2 separate regions of the Rattus norvegicus genome follow, and region 1 is linked to region 2. A link is a contact called in public Hi-C data. All regions are on one chromosome and are shown on one strand. The core of a region is the stretch at or near the end of the contact, and the rest is flanking DNA. Distances in the headings are between cores, read along the strand shown.

What was found. Hi-C and Micro-C count contacts between places; a contact is called where the count stands out from the background.
Region 1: a contact with region 2 is called in a Hi-C map of the Rat2 cell line, with 2.7 times the contacts expected there. The contact joins the promoter of Sh3rf1 here to the enhancer-like site in region 2. A contact is called at or near these places in 4 of 12 Hi-C or Micro-C datasets (the A7r5 cell line, the Rat2 cell line, hepatocytes and 1 more).

Annotation. Positions count from the first base shown.
Region 1 is chr16:33,909,647-33,913,766 of GRCr8, reverse strand. It overlaps Sh3rf1 (SH3 domain containing ring finger 1), which reads left to right and starts at 1,640. Exons shown (of 12, transcript NM_198764.2): 1 at 1,640-1,718; 2 at 3,245-3,731. The coding sequence starts at 3,339.
Region 2 is chr16:33,793,671-33,797,345 of GRCr8, reverse strand. All of the region lies in intron 4 of Sh3rf1 (SH3 domain containing ring finger 1), which reads left to right. Among named protein-coding and RNA genes, the nearest start is that of Sh3rf1, 120 kb to the left of the region's middle. Within about 2 kb of position 2,100, at least 7 of the 93 cell types and tissues checked have an H3K27ac peak or open chromatin away from gene starts, as enhancers often do. A contact at or near this core is called in the A7r5 cell line, where this site is marked.

The DNA of each region.
Region 1 (4,120 bases), core at 391-2,890, 120 kb before region 2:
CGGAGAGCTGGACTTGAGTCTTCCACTGTGATGTAGGGAAGTTACCTAGGTTGATCTTCAGTCTTAATAACCCCCCAAATAGGTCTGTTTTCTGACTCTGATTTTCCACTGTACCTAACCTCCATTTCCAGTTTCGGCAGCCAGTCACTTTCAGAGTGCTGTTTGTAGATAATCTCTTTTTCTCCTCATTCTCTCATCCAATCTTTCCCTGTCTTTTTCAGCAAATATGAACACATACTTGTTCCCCTTCTAGCAGGAAAGGAAGTGGGCAATTATTTTTGGTATTCATATAGTATAAGTCTCAGCCTATTAGTCTCTTTAGAACAAAGCTGGGACGCATGACATAAAGGGCTGTTGTGAGAATGGAATTAATATGTTTAAGTCTTTAGCACGGTGCCTGGCTTAAAGTGACTGATAATTGTTACTTGCTATAATTTTTTTTCTTAACTTGAATGATCCTCATTTATCTCAAATGATATAGCAGTGGCTCTAGTGGAGACAAAAGAACTGATAACCTGATATTCCTTTTCAAATTGTCAGCTTGGTTGGTGGCCTGGCAGGAATTTCATACGCAATCTCTCTCGAAGTAACTTTTGGTAAACTGACAGTAAGTATAAACGAAATCATACTCTTTGACAACATTTAACTCGTCTCTGAAAAAAGTTTGACAAACAAGCTTACACACACACACACACACACACACACACACACACACACACACACACACTCTTGGACACCCGTTTTTGCAAGCCCGCACTTCAGAGTACACAGGTGTGTGCCCCGGGCAACAGAAAAAGATTACAGAGATGTTGATGATGGCTGCCTCCAAGGCGCAGATAAAAGAGGTACCTCCTAGCCAGCTTCAAGGCGCCGGCCCACCTGGGTCAGACTTTGAATACACCCCATTTTAGACAGGTAGGAAGAGTCTCCCCAAGACGGGCGTTAATTTTTCTAATTTTTTTTTCTTTCTCATTTTGAAATTCTCCAAACTTGCTTGGATTTGCACCCCTTGGCTGCTGCAGATGTGGGGTGGATTGTTGGGTGGAGTAGGCGGGCCCCGAGATCCATAGGTGGTCAGTATCCCCGATCCCAGAACTACGGGGTCCCACTTCTCTTTCTCTGCAATCACCCAGGGAGTGTGCACGCCCAGCAAAGCGCGATCGGTTCCCGGCAGGGCCACTCCCATCCCTGGCCACCGTGAAGAGTCAGTCTCCAGGCACCGGCCAGGCGGAGCCGGAGGCCGGCAGGGCGCCCTTGTCCCAGCCTCTTCCTGGTCCCTCGGCGCCACTCCCACCGCCCTCCTCCCGGGGAGCTCCATTCGCTCCGGGCGCGCGTCCTCCCGGTGAAGGCGTGGGTCCCGGAGCCTCCCTCCCCGTTGGTGCGTCCCCGAGGCCGCCGCCCGCTGTGGGGCTCCGGCGCGGGTCCCCGAGCGGCGGGCGGCGCTGTGGTGCGTCCCTCCAGTCCCCGGGCGCCTACTGCGCGCGGCCTCCGCCTCCTCCTCCTCCTCCTCCCCGCGGCGTCGCGTTCCCCCGCCCTCCTCGCTGGGCGGGTGGGAGGCGGCGGCGGTGGCGTGCTGTGCGAGCGCGCGCGAGGGGGGCGGCCGTGAGGAGGCTCCGGGTGCCACCGCGGCGGCCGAGCCACACGGGCAGCGGGCTCGGCGGGGCTGCATCTGCCAGCGCTGCGGGGCCGCGAACAAAGGCGAGCAGCGGAGGCGCGAGGTAGGGCGTGCGGCGAGTGGGGGACGCAGGGCGCGGAGTGGTGGCGGGTGGTCGCCGCATCCTGGTTGTGCGCGCGGGCTGGTCCCTGCGCTTCCCCTTTGGGTCTCCCGGACCTGCTGGGAACGAGCCCCGCGGCCTCTCTCGCCTCTTCCGAAGCTGCCGGGTCTCGGGGCCGCGCTCTTCCCGGACGCAACCGGGTCCCCCTGCCTCCGGGGTGGCAGTCTCCGGGGACTGTCGCTGAGCTCATCCCCGCGGGGTCGCTAGTCTGCTTCCCGCCGCACTCCGCGGCGCTGACTTTCGCCAACTTAAGGCTGCATCTTTATTTTTCTTTAAGTCCTTGAAAACTTCCAACGATCGGTGTTGGGCAATTTTTTGTCCTGGATTTGACCTAAAGGGAGGTTGAGAGGAGGCAATTGGGTGAGATCCCTAGTTCCGGAGCTACCCGGCCGCAGCCTCCGCTCCCAGGGTCAGCTCTGTCCCCGGCTGGCGACACCTGGTTCTGGGGTGTGTCTCTGGCAAGCGCCATGCTACGGGGTTGGGGACTACCTGTGCCCCACCGTGGGAAGAGGGGCGCATCCTGGCTCTCCCCAGAACTGACTAGCTAGGAACAGCTGTTAATGTAGCCTCCAAATCCTTTCACCCTCTTCTCCTCCTAGGCATCCACATTTAAACATTGATTGGGGTGATGGTGGTGATGGGGGACAGCGACGCACCAACTGGCTTCAAATACTCTTTCTCCCACCTCCTGAAGGGGCCCGCTTTTAACCCCCCGGATTGTACCCAGAGTTTTCAGCCTAGCATTCCATCGTCGAATTCTTGGTGACCATTTTGCTAGATTTTTTTCTGAATGGGATTAGGACAAGCCGTTCAGAAATCTGTTTCAGAGTTTGTCAACCATGCCGGAAAGGGTGATAATTTTTAGCTATTTTCAAGCAGGTCTTGGTTATATCTTTTAGAATTGCCAACCATCAGCTCTGTTTTTTTGTTTTTTTGTTTTTTTTGTTTTTGTTTTTGTTTTTGTTTTTTTTAAATTGGGGAAGGCGTTGGATAAGATTAAGCTGTTCTGTTCTCAGACGGGGAAGAAACATTTGTATCACCCAAGGCAAGGCTTCCTAAATGATAACGGTAGTTTCAAATTTGGGAAGGTCGTTGGATTTAAAAGTATTATTTTACACAGAGGAAACTTTCAGTCGATTTTGCTTAGGTTCTCCAATAAGTTGAAGACTTCATTAGGCAGCCAATATCAGTCCTTTATTGCTTTTTCATAAATCCTGTTTATTGCTTGCTAGTTCTTTCTGCCCAGTGAGGTTCTAGATATCTTCAGGGATTAATGGGAATCATTTAAGAAGCCTGTTTTGTTTTTAATTGTTGACTTTGGAGCTCAGAAAACACATTCCAACGCCAAGCTGGACTATGCAGAGGAAGCACTTTTGTGTACTTTTTGGTTCTTGGCTCCACTGTGAACTTTTCCCCCAGATAACAACAGTCATTTTTCTCTTTCCTCCCTTCTCTCCCCATAACTCCAGAGCAAAGTCTGAAATGGATGTTACATGAATCACTTTAAGGGCTGCGCACGACTATGAACGTTCTGAGGCCGTTTTCTCACTAAAGTAGCTCAAGATGGATGAGTCTGCCTTGTTGGACCTTCTGGAGTGCCCTGTGTGTCTAGAACGCTTGGATGCTTCCGCAAAGGTCTTACCCTGCCAGCACACGTTTTGCAAACGATGTTTGCTGGGGATTGTGGGTTCCCGGAATGAACTCAGATGTCCCGAATGCCGGACTCTTGTTGGCTCTGGGGTTGACGAGCTCCCCAGTAACATCCTACTGGTCAGACTTCTGGATGGCATCAAGCAGAGGCCTTGGAAACCCGGCCCTGGTGGGGGCGGCTCGACCACCTGCACAAATGTATTAAGGGCGCAGGGCAGCACTGTGGTTAATTGTGGCTCAAAAGATCTGCAGAGCCCCCAGTGTGGACAGCAACCTCGGGTGCAAGCCTGGAGCCCCCCAGTGAGGGTGAGTAGCTTGTAAGAGAGGCAGTTGGGTGAATACAGGTGGTGATGACTGACCACAGGTCTTTATTCTTAGCTTATTTTCCAAATCAGCTCAAAGAAGCCACACCTACCTGGGCAGATAGATTCAGCCTCAGGACCTTATCTTCTCTTGAAATAAGACTGGATCTGACATAATAAATCTTGTTTTAAGACCTTCTCTTATAGTCTCTATTGTCTGGTAGGATATTTTAAGAACCAGGTATCAAATGTTCATTAAAAGGAAAATTTGGTATGGTCTCACCCTTTTGATGTTGTTGAGAGAATTTTGTGTGTGTGTGTGTGTGTGTGTGTGTGTGTGTGTACAAGTATATATAGTAAATTTGTGTATGAGCAGATCGTAGGTAAGAGAGC
Region 2 (3,675 bases), core at 851-3,350:
GACACAAGCCAAGTCATGCTGCTTGTTCTAGAGACCCACTTGGGAATTGCTGGCTTGCACATCTACATTTCTTTGTCCGTGTACCTATAGAAAAGTCACTAAGATCCGTGTAGCTCCAGTCAGTTCTCCGGAAGACTATCTTTCTAATTCTCCCATACAACAAAATCCATTCTATGAAACCCAATCCGAACATCCCCATCCGCATGTTACTTCTGTAATGCCAAGTTTGCAGCTTCCCTGGTAGGCATGGGCTACGGCTCTGGTAGTGTGTGGGGGCGATTCACTCTTTTCCTGACTCCCTTGAGAATACAGTCACATATGGACTATTTTTACCACTTTACTCCCATAATATAATCTCGGAAGCATAAAGAGGAGATGAATAAGCCTCTATGCAATACATAGAAAACTAGATAAATAGCCCGTTCTTCTTCATTATGTCCTAACAGCATTACATTGCTTTATCCCTCTCCATATCATGGCAGAACCAATAATCAATGTTTTTTTTTTAAACTACACAAGAAGGAGTAGGTAAACTCTGACTTATTTATTTTTACCACTTCCAGACAAGCATCTTACTTAAAGGAAGTGGCCAGTCATTGCCCAGTGACTCGCCTGTAGTCTGCCCTAGGCTCTTGCCTCCCTAGCTTCTGGGGGTACGTGATGACGAGCCTTCGGATAGGACTCAGATCCAGCTTTGCTTAGGTCTATAGAGATTTTATTCTCCATAAAACTACAAAAGCATTTCTGACTTCTCGGATGTTTGCTCTCAGAATGACTGATTAGTCAACATCAAAGTCTGAGGCTGCCTTTGTTACAGAAAAACGAGTCAGAGTCATAATATTTTGAAATATGTTAAACTTTATTTTTGAAATAGGTTTGTTATATTGTCATATACATTCTAAATATTGCTAGTAACTAGGGCTTTCCCAAGCAAAGGAAACCCAATTTGATCTCATGTGGGAGAAGAACTAAATGGAGTCTTTATAATGTTCTGGGAGTTGGTGTGCATGTGTGGTGTATGGATGGCTCGAACAGAACCGTTCTGATGATAAAATAATTGGGAGGAAAATCTTCTGTATAATGCAATAGAATGCTCTAGAAAGGTCTTTTCCTCAGTGGTATGAAACAATGTTACGTTTTATAATAAAAACCTCCCATACACCACAACCTGGGCTAAGCACACATGCCCTGCGAGGAACCTCTACCTTCCTCCTCCACCCCCATGCATCCCCTCGCTCTCACACTGTAGGAATCTAGGACATGGGGAATGCTCACTCACTGATTTATTAGCCGCGTACACATTGCTGTGGAATTTCTGTCTGCGTGTCATTCCTCATTGACTAAATTTTACTTAGAATTTAATGACAATTCCATGCTCTGTACCTCTTGGGATAGAGGTATTCCCAATGTCTGGTAATGAGGTTCTGGAAAGTAAAACGTGTTGTTGGAATGTATCCTCCTGGTTAATGGGTGTTTCTGATTTACGACGTGAGTATGTACCTACGATAGAGACACAGACAGGCGGCGTGCATTGCCGGTTCCCAGAGGACACGGACATCAACCGATATCAGCCGTAAAGTTGTGCACTGGTCTCTCCCCCCGGCGCTGGGATTAGCTGTGGGTGTATTGCTTCAGAACTAGTAGGGACCAGCACCTCCCGAGTGCTGGGGTTGTGCTTGTGTCTGTCTTGTAAGCTCTTCTGTGCGTCGGCTGTGAGCAGCTTCTCTGGCTGTGAACTCGCCGTCTTCCCCAGGCCTTTCATCTCACACATCATTTCTCTTTTCTGTCTGCTGTGCGTGCCACTTACTTCCTTTCCCTTGGTTCATTCTCCTTTAATGTGGGAACGTGATCTGCCTTTGTATCTCCTGAGGAATCCATGACATGATTCTGTTCACCTCAGCTTGTGGCTCTAACATATCTCTGCTGTTTGTTTGTTTGTTTGTTTGTTTGTTTGTTTGTTTCCATAATGCTCGAAGGGTCCCCTTATTCCTCTCACTGTCTTTGCCTGCTTGTCTCTGTCATCAGTTCTTGGCTCCTCCAGGCCCTAAATCACCATTTTGGTTGTCACTAACTCTCCTTTCTTGGCGCTCCTTCTGTCCCCTGAGTCACATCTACCACTGTTTGGAACCTCCTCCATTATTGTTGCTCCTTTCTTTTCCAGAGTGTTGGTTTGATGACAGGTTGGGAAAACACAGCAAGGTCTTTCATTAGCCTGATGTGCTTTGTAGTTCTCTCCCCCTCCCCCATCAGAGACCACCCAAGTGTAACCCCGAGATGGCTCCTACGCTCGACCTGCAAATGCTTTTGGTAAGGTACAGAATCAGGAGATTTCCTCAAAGCTTATTCTCTGGCTTTCTTTTTCCAAGGAGAGAGCCGGCAGATGGTACTAAGTGGTTGCTCTAGAAAGGCTTACCCGCTCTCCCTGGGTCACCCAGAGTTGGGCTGTCTGGCCTTTATTGACTCACCTGCCTGTGCTCTGCTGACTTGCCAGTATGCATCTCCTATCCTTACTGTTAGGAACCTGTTCTCTTTCCCAAGTCTTTTCTTCTCATGAGTCAGAGGGGTGGGCCGCTCTTTCCCAGCCAGGGCTTGGCTTGCAGTAGTCACAAAAAAGAAAAAAAGAAAAAAGAAAAACCAAACCCACACAATGAATTCACTCACTCTCCACTTGTTCTGAGTCTGTTCACTCGTGGCCCATGGTCTCTAGACCTGACTGAGAGGTTTCCCTGTTGAGTAGGGGACGTTTGTGTTTGGGGTGAGGAAAAGTTTACTTAGGAATAAAACTTTACAGTTCATTAAACCCAACCTCATATTACATAAGAGAAATTGGAAGCACGTAGGGAAAAGGTGACTTGCCCCGGGCGACAGACTAAGTGAATAGTAAGCTTGGGTTCTGAGTCATGACAGTAATACGGATTTGGACTGGATTTTCCAGGCTGCAGAACATGCTAGGCTATACTTATTTCTGTGTGAGGTACACAAGAATTATGCTACCCTTCCTTTATACAGCCAAGAAGACCCAAGTCGGGACAAAGTAATGACTCAGTCCGTGAGCACAGAGACCTGACCCTAGGCTAACCTGTTTTGACTTCAAGTTCAAGGCTCTTCCTGTGGTTCTCCAACAGTAGCCTTCCTAAACTTAAATTTGTTTTAGATTTTTAAACATGTGTCTTTCCTTTGTACCTACCCTTCAAAACCAGGCTGAGAAGGAGAGTTCTGATTGGTTGATTGAGTGATTGGTTGATTGATTGATTTGTGTGTGTGTGTGTGTGTGTGTGTGTGTGTGTGTGTGTGTGTATGTATGTATGTATGTATGTATGTATGTATGTATGTTCTAACAGCCGGTCCTAATAAAATTGAGGCCATTATGACAAGCTGCTCACCGACCTCCAGGTCTCCCCCTTGGGTATGCCAGTTGTTGGCAAACCCCCTTTCCCTAGCAGCTGGAATGAGGTTCGAGGCCCCTGCTGCTTATTGTCCCTCTGCTTACATGAGTGCTTCTTGTCCAGGTGATTTCTTAGTGCTGAGGGACAAGAGCTGAGTGACCAGTACACACTCATCACTGCTGAGCAAGCTGAAATGTGGCCAGGCCACACAGACGTGGCATGTGAATGCTTGACCCACCTCTGCTTCAAAGACCTGGTACCATTGAAAGCAAGATCTTGCATGTGTGTC